Regions from separate parts of the Astyanax mexicanus genome. Here region 1 is linked to region 2. The links are chromatin contacts, called in public Hi-C maps. All regions are on one chromosome and are shown on one strand. The core of a region is the stretch at or near the end of the contact, and the rest is flanking DNA. Distances in the headings are between cores, read along the strand shown. Region 1 holds the start of rps13 (ribosomal protein S13). Region 2 holds the start of hsbp1a (heat shock factor binding protein 1a).

Region 1 (3,319 bases), core at 485-2,984, 660 kb after region 2:
TAAACAGGGTTGCCAGATTCGTACAGTCTACATACACACAGAGAGGATGGGACTCTTATTATGTAATTTATTTAATTTATTAATACCATTACAAAGACAGACAAATATTTGAAAGCCACGATACGATATAAAATATAAATTGTATAATAATAATAATAATAATAATAATAATAATAATAATAATAATCTAAAGGCAACATAGCTAGAATGGGACTCTTATTATTTGAACTTCTTTTTAATTGAATTTATGTCCATAATAAATGTAATTCAAAATTTCTATATCTATCATTTAAAAAAATAACTTTGCTTAATGTTTAAATATTTTTTTCTAACATTGCGAAGACAAAAAAAAAACAATCTCACACCAAATATTAGAAAAAAAATAAGATATATACATATATATATAATTATAGGGATATATAATAATAATGATAGAAATCTAATCTAAAGGCCACGTCGCTAAAATGGGACTCATTATTTAAATTTGAGTTTAATTTACTTCTGCTTATATTAAATGTAATTCAAACAATGGAAAGACCAAAATAATTAACTAATAAAAAGTAAAATATATATATATATATATATGTGTGTCCTAATGCCAATTAATAGCCAATTTCAAACACAGTCAAAATAAATCGTTAAACCCCCCCAACCTGGCAACACAGACACACAGGCAATTCAGACACTGCAGCGCTTCCTTCAGGTGAGTTTAAGTAATTACCTGCAGATCGCAGCGCTGCACTAACCCGCTTCACTAATCTCCTGCTTTTATACATTTACAGAAAACTACAGATTAATCTAACTATATTTAGATTTATTAACGCTAAATATCAATAAAAAGCCTTAGAAATTTCCACAGGTGGGTGCTGTTCCAAAAACCACCACTAGAGACTAGAGATTTACAGAAATACAGACTTTTATTTTGCCACATTTTCTCTTTTTTTTGTCAATGTATTTTAATTTATTGTGTTACTAATGTGTCCAAAATATGACAATAACCTCTGTACATTTACTGTCTAAAATGAAAATAAATTAACGTCTAAAAAAATATGTTAATGTCTTTGTCTATGTATTTTAGTAATTTCTAGTAGAAATTTATTTACAGTGTTTCTTATTTGTTTCAGTTGTATCCAAATGTAGTTTGGTTTACCCGTGTACATTTAATAATGTATAAAACAAAAATTAAAAACACGTGGCTCCATAGACTGTACTGGTGTACCTTAAAAAGTTTGAATATCATTGAAAAAAATATTTCAGTAATTCAGTTGAAAATGTGAAACTCATATATTATATAGTTTGGATTACATACAGCGTGATCTATTTTAAGTGTTTATTTATTTTATTGTTGATGATTAGCTTACAGCCATAATCATTAACCACCACTGTGTTTTATTATCAAGTCTAAAGTCAGTGCAGTTTTGTTTTCCCACAAAATCTTACAGCACTTCATGCTTCCCTCTGCTACTGACGACGTTTATGGAGGTGCGGATTTCATTTTCCAGCAGGACTTGGCACACTGCCCACACTGCCAAAGTACCAATTTGTTTCTAATAATATTCTAATTTTCTAAAACACAGATTTTGTTTTTTTTTATTGGCTGTAAGCCACAATAATCATCAACAAGAAAAAAAATTAAACGCTTAAAATAGATCACTCTTTGTGTAACACACCTATATAATATATGAGTTTCACATTTTCAACTGAATTACTATACTTTTATTGTGTATTCCGGAGTTCGCGTCACTTCCGGTGAGAGCGCTACCTCTGTGGGGCCTCGTGTTTCCGCTCTCTCTCTCGCGCCGCTCCGTGAACGCCATCATGGGTCGTATGCACGCTCCCGGGTAAGCGCTGAATTTACACTAAAATACCCATAAGGCGGCGAGAAATGCGATTAAAAAACGATGTTGCCAGCATTAATAAAGTTCCATATACCGCAATCCTGGAGAAAAGCGCAAAATCTGCAGTTTATTACTTAGATTGCAGGGGTAGAGGGTTAGCGGGGGCTGTATCGGGGTGGAGGCCGCGGAGAAAGCGCGGAGAGCCGGGGGGAGCGCAGCAAGAGGCTGGAAGCCCGAGTTAAACGGGTTTAATTGAAGAATAAATGTTGTTTTACTGATTTAAACATTTATTCAACGGGTATTTAACCCTCTGTGATCAATCTAGACCTGACTTGAAGCTACAATTCTTCCTCTGAATTGAGTTAAACGGCAACAGAAACTGGATAATCGGCTCTCGGTTAAACAGCGAATTTGTGCTGTATTCAGAATAGAGCTGGATAATGAACCGCTATCGATATTTTATCGTATCGTGTTTATGTAAAAAAAAAAAAAAAAAAAAAAGCATTACTAAAAGAACACTGTCCCAACTGTACACATAATTATAGGCTGTAAAACTCCTCTTTTCGCTATCACTACTATAATGTGCCACTATTTATGAATTTTGTCTGTATGTCAATATGATTAGTAAGTTGTGTTGTGAATGGCTTTACTACATCACCCAGCTCTCAGTGCATAATTCACTTCACTTAAATTGTTGTACTACAATTAAACAGTTTATTAGCTAATATAACACAAATTATAGCTGTAAATTCTAGAAAATTCGAGATACTGTTTTTACAATAAATAAAATGTAAATACTGTTTTCTGTCTGTAATGCTCAGACAAGAAAACTATAATGTTCCACTGTAAACTCTATTATGTAAATCCTAGTAACAAACATTTAGTTATTTTGTTAGTTGTGTTGGAAGCCTGTGTAATGCTTTTTCATATTAACCTTTATTTCATAAGCCATCCCTAAACAGTAAAATAAACTATTAAAAAGTGTACTAAATCTAGTGTAAAATTAGCTGTTACTTTTCCTCAATGACTCTAGTACTACTGTTTTTCCTGTGTTTTTGCAGTAGATGCGTCAGGCGACTGTTTCATTGGTTTATAAACTTGTTCGTTGGCTGGTTCACGGTCCGTTCTGCTGGACAGTCTTATAATAAAGAAACATAAAAATGAAGAAAATACATTATGTCCATTGTAATGGATGCAGAGTCTGAAAGGGTTAATACCAGAAGAGAGAAATATGCCACTGCTTATGCATATGTCAAAATATGTTTAGTTGTGTGTGTTGTAAATGTTTTAAACCTTTACAGTGTCACCCACCTTTCAGTGCATGATTTACTTTGCTTGAATTATGTTTTACTCCCGTTAAACCAAGAGTTTACAAGAAAATATTTTACTTACAAATTTTAGCTGTTAAGTAAGTCCTTGCTGTTTCACTATTGTGTGTAGTAGTGATTCAGGCTTGGCGCTAGATGCTATGGTTAATATTA
Region 2 (3,889 bases), core at 311-2,810:
CGCGGAGAGCCGTTTCCCGCCGGTACCGCGCCGCGTCCCCCGCCCTCACTTACCCCCGCATGTGGTGGAGCGGCCCGCGGTCCGGCTGCATGCTGTGGGGGAGTCCCGATGATAGAGCCGCGCTGAATCAGGGCTGCGGATCTCTGCCCAGTCCACAGGCCAGCGGCCCAAACCCCAGCGGCGCGCCCGGATGATGTCAGGACAGCAGGGCTGCGCTGAGCTCCGGGAGCCGCGCGGTGCAGATTCACAGATCTACAGATAATCCGGATCGGAAACCCGCTTCACCATCTAATGCGCATTCTGTATAGTAATCTGATTTAGGAGTTTACAACAGCGTGCGGCTCAGGGAAAGTCCAATGGGGGTCTCCGGCTTCTGACCTCAGCGCTAATCCAAACACACGCACGCACGCACACACACACACGCGATAATTCGTGAGTACGACCTCGCTGCTAAACTATCCAGTAAAAAAAAAGCTGGTCATCCAGACAAACATACTCTAACTAGTCAAGATTTGTTCTCTATCTTTATTTTTTTAAGAGTGGAAACAAGATAACTAAGTCGTGGGGACGACATATAAGCCCAGGACTTAATTATCTTGTTTCCAACCTATAGTAAGCTATATATTTTAAATCCTTTTCTTTAGCAGGGATCTATGGAAACCCCCACAGGTGACATAATGTAAAAAAATAAATAATGCGTGGCCACTTCTATTTAAGGTGTGGGAACAGAATAATTAAGTCGTGGGGAAGACTTATATGGCCAGGACTTCGTTTCCACACCTTAAAATTCAATACGTTTCCATGCCCTATTAATACTTTTTTCTGCTTCTGTGTGCTTTGTTTTCACTGCTGCTGTAACACTATAGATTGCCCCTTATCTTATTTGTTCTTTATCTTATATAAATATATAAAATATATATAATATATGTCATAGATTTTAGCTCATTGTCTTAGCAGCCCATGCTATACTTTCTCTCTGCTTCTGTGTGCTTTGTTTTTACTGCTGCTGTAACACTGTAGATTACCCTGCTGTAGGGCTAATAAAGGATTGTATTATTTGATCTTTATCTTACATAAATATAAGTCGTAGCGTGTGTTTATAGCTTATATTCTTAGCAGCGATCTATAGAGCCTGTGATGGGACATCATATAAAAAAATCTGTAATGCATGGCCAAAGATTCTCAAATACATACGTAAATACATTAGTAAATTCACACCTTTTTGTATCTAGTACGGTTTGAACAGGTAACTAGGTAGTTCATCGGTTAAAATAGCTAAATACGTAGCTATATACACATTTATTTTTTTTATTTTTAGCTGCTAAAACCACGTAAACCCAGTGAAATATCCCCAGAAGTGAAATATCCCCAAAATATAAAGAATTAGCCAATTCTTTACATTTAAATGTTAAAGCTTAATCTGAAGTCTTAATCGCGATTAATCACATAATGTCGTTACGATTAATTCGATTATTTGTTTTTATTAATCGACTAACACCACCAGGAGCGTGCCCCTCCGCGCCTGTAGGTGGCGGTGTGTCTGCGGGCTGTCTTCTCTCTCCACCAATCAGAGCCGGCTTTCCCTGCTGTTGTCAGAGTACAGTACAGTGTGTGGGCAGCGCTCTCCGGACCAGAGGAACAGAATTAGAGAGCGGGTTCTGACGGACAGCGGGTTTTTTAATCCGGCGTTTTATTAAACACACCGCAGATTTACAGCATGTCTGAGACCGAGCCCAAATCAGCGCAGGACCTGACCGTGGTGGTGAGTGCGGCTTTACTGCGCAGGCGCACAGGGCTGCGGGGATTCCGCCGCTTCTGGGGATATTTTACTGGGTTTACTGGGTTTTAGCATCTGAAAATAAAGAAATAAATATCTGTATAGCTTCTTATTTAGCTATTTTAACTGATAAACTACCTAGTATCTTGTTCAAACCGTCCTAGATACAGTATAGTGCCTATTTACTAATGTATTCACCTAAATAAAACAGTAAATGTGGATATTCTGATATAATAAAAGCTTTAATAAGCTATTATTTTAGTCCAAAATGATTCCAGCGATGGTGACACCAGTTCAAACTCAGATTATATTGTTTAAAATCTATTTCTAGGTGTCAATAATGCAGTAAAGTGTTTACTAGTAGAAACTGTCTTATATGGCTTATATATCATATATGAAATTTGTACCAGCAATGAAATCAGACTAGTTTACCTACAGTACATTACCAGAATCACATGATATCTGGGATGTAATGTTGCTTTTTTTACTATTTAAAACGATTAAAAACTGCATTTGCAGGTATCTAATTAATAATTACTTTTAACTAATATAAAATGTATTATAAATTTAGTCTGACTAGTACTGAAATGCTAATTCAAGATCTGTAATGTAGACTAGGTGCATTTAGAATATGTGTAGTTTTAATATTAAAAATATAAAAAATGTAAGGGATGCACGATGATATCTCTTTATCTATATTACATCGTATCAGTCATTATGGCCAATATTTCAAATTGATACTTGAGATAATATAAGCCTTTATTAATCCCACAGCAGGGGAAATTTGAGGTGTTACAGAATCACAGAGGACAGAACAGAAGTGGGTACCACTTTAAAATAAGACTACCTTTTTAAAGGGTTTATAAATGGTTTACAGTTAGTTTATTAATGGTTACTAATTAGGTTGTAAATGCCTTAAAAATCATTAATAATCAGTTATAACACATACGTAGAAAGGGCAACTATATAGATGTTGTGGGTTCACTATTTTGCAAACAACAGGTCATTGTTGCCCTTCCTAAGTATGTGTTATAACTGATTATTAATGATTTTTAAGGCATTTACAACCTAATTAGTAACTATTAATAAACTAATTGTAAACCATTTATAAACCCTTTATAAAGGTAGTCTTATTTTAAAGTGGTACCCTGAAGTGTTAGGGAATATATATCAATATAAAAAAATATATAATATATATACATATATATGTATATATACACTAACTACAAGAGAATGAAACAATACTAAAAAAAATGTGATCTAGAAAAGCTAAGATAAGAGGAAGCCTGGTTCCCCAGTATATCTTATAGTAAGCAGTGATCACTGTTATTTTTTGCACATAGGCTGACAGTAATAAATGACAATTAAATAGTAAATAAATGATGATATTGCACATGATATTGTTGGTAAAGAGATTATGCAACATATGGATAATGTAGCTATTTCACATTGTAGAGCACTAGAGCAGTAGTAAGTAAATAATTTAGGAAGTCTAATACTTTCTACTTAGAGTAGGACAACTTTAAAATCCATTTGTTTAAGCTCATTTTTATTTATTTTTTATCAATTATAAAGTTATACCGGGGTCTAGTCTAGTTTCTCTGTAAGTAATAAGTTTGTGTATCTGCATATATGTACTTGTGTTATCAGCATCAGACCAGAATTCCAACATCGGCGCATGCCTAAAACATATATAAATATACACTTACAATCTGCTTTTTTGAAGTATTAAAAACTGTGTCAGAAAGATCTGTAATTTAATAGGAATTTTTAATGGTAAACGTAGGGCTTGTGAGGCTGGTGTTAGTTAAGGTTAAAAAAGGGTTGTTTTAAAAAGCACCATAACATAGAATGTTTGAAATTCAGTCATTTAAAATCATAGATCATTGCTTTAATATTAATAAACCTAAGGAATCAGCTCAGCAGCATGTTCTGCCGGGTCGCACAACTGGACACAACACCAGGGTGGCTTCTCGTCTCCACGGAGACGTGTGTTTGGACGGTAGAATGGAGGAAGCTGTATCTTAGTTACCATTTTAAATGAATGAAGTTCCAGTTGCTATGCAGTGTATTTGAGTTTAACTCGCCCGGTCTCTATTTGTTCTGTTTGTT

The links. A called contact is a pair of places that touch in the nucleus more often than the background predicts.
Region 1: a contact with region 2 is called in a Hi-C map of blood, with 6 times the contacts expected there. The contact joins the promoter of rps13 here to the promoter of hsbp1a in region 2. A contact is called at or near these places in 2 of 3 Hi-C or Micro-C datasets (blood and muscle).

Annotation. Positions count from the first base shown.
Region 1 is chr16:39,231,354-39,234,672 of AstMex3_surface, forward strand. rps13 (ribosomal protein S13) reads left to right here and starts at 1,735. Exons shown (of 6, transcript XM_022670102.2): 1 at 1,735-1,841. The coding sequence starts at 1,819. It overlaps nucb2a (nucleobindin 2a), which reads right to left and starts at 11. Exons shown (of 13, transcript XM_049465422.1): 1 at 1-11.
Region 2 is chr16:38,566,791-38,570,679 of AstMex3_surface, forward strand. It overlaps hsbp1a (heat shock factor binding protein 1a), which reads left to right and starts at 1,561. Exons shown (of 4, transcript XM_007237621.4): 1 at 1,561-1,762. The coding sequence starts at 1,718. It overlaps atxn1l (ataxin 1-like), which reads right to left and starts at 406. Exons shown (of 3, transcript XM_015602535.3): 1 at 54-406.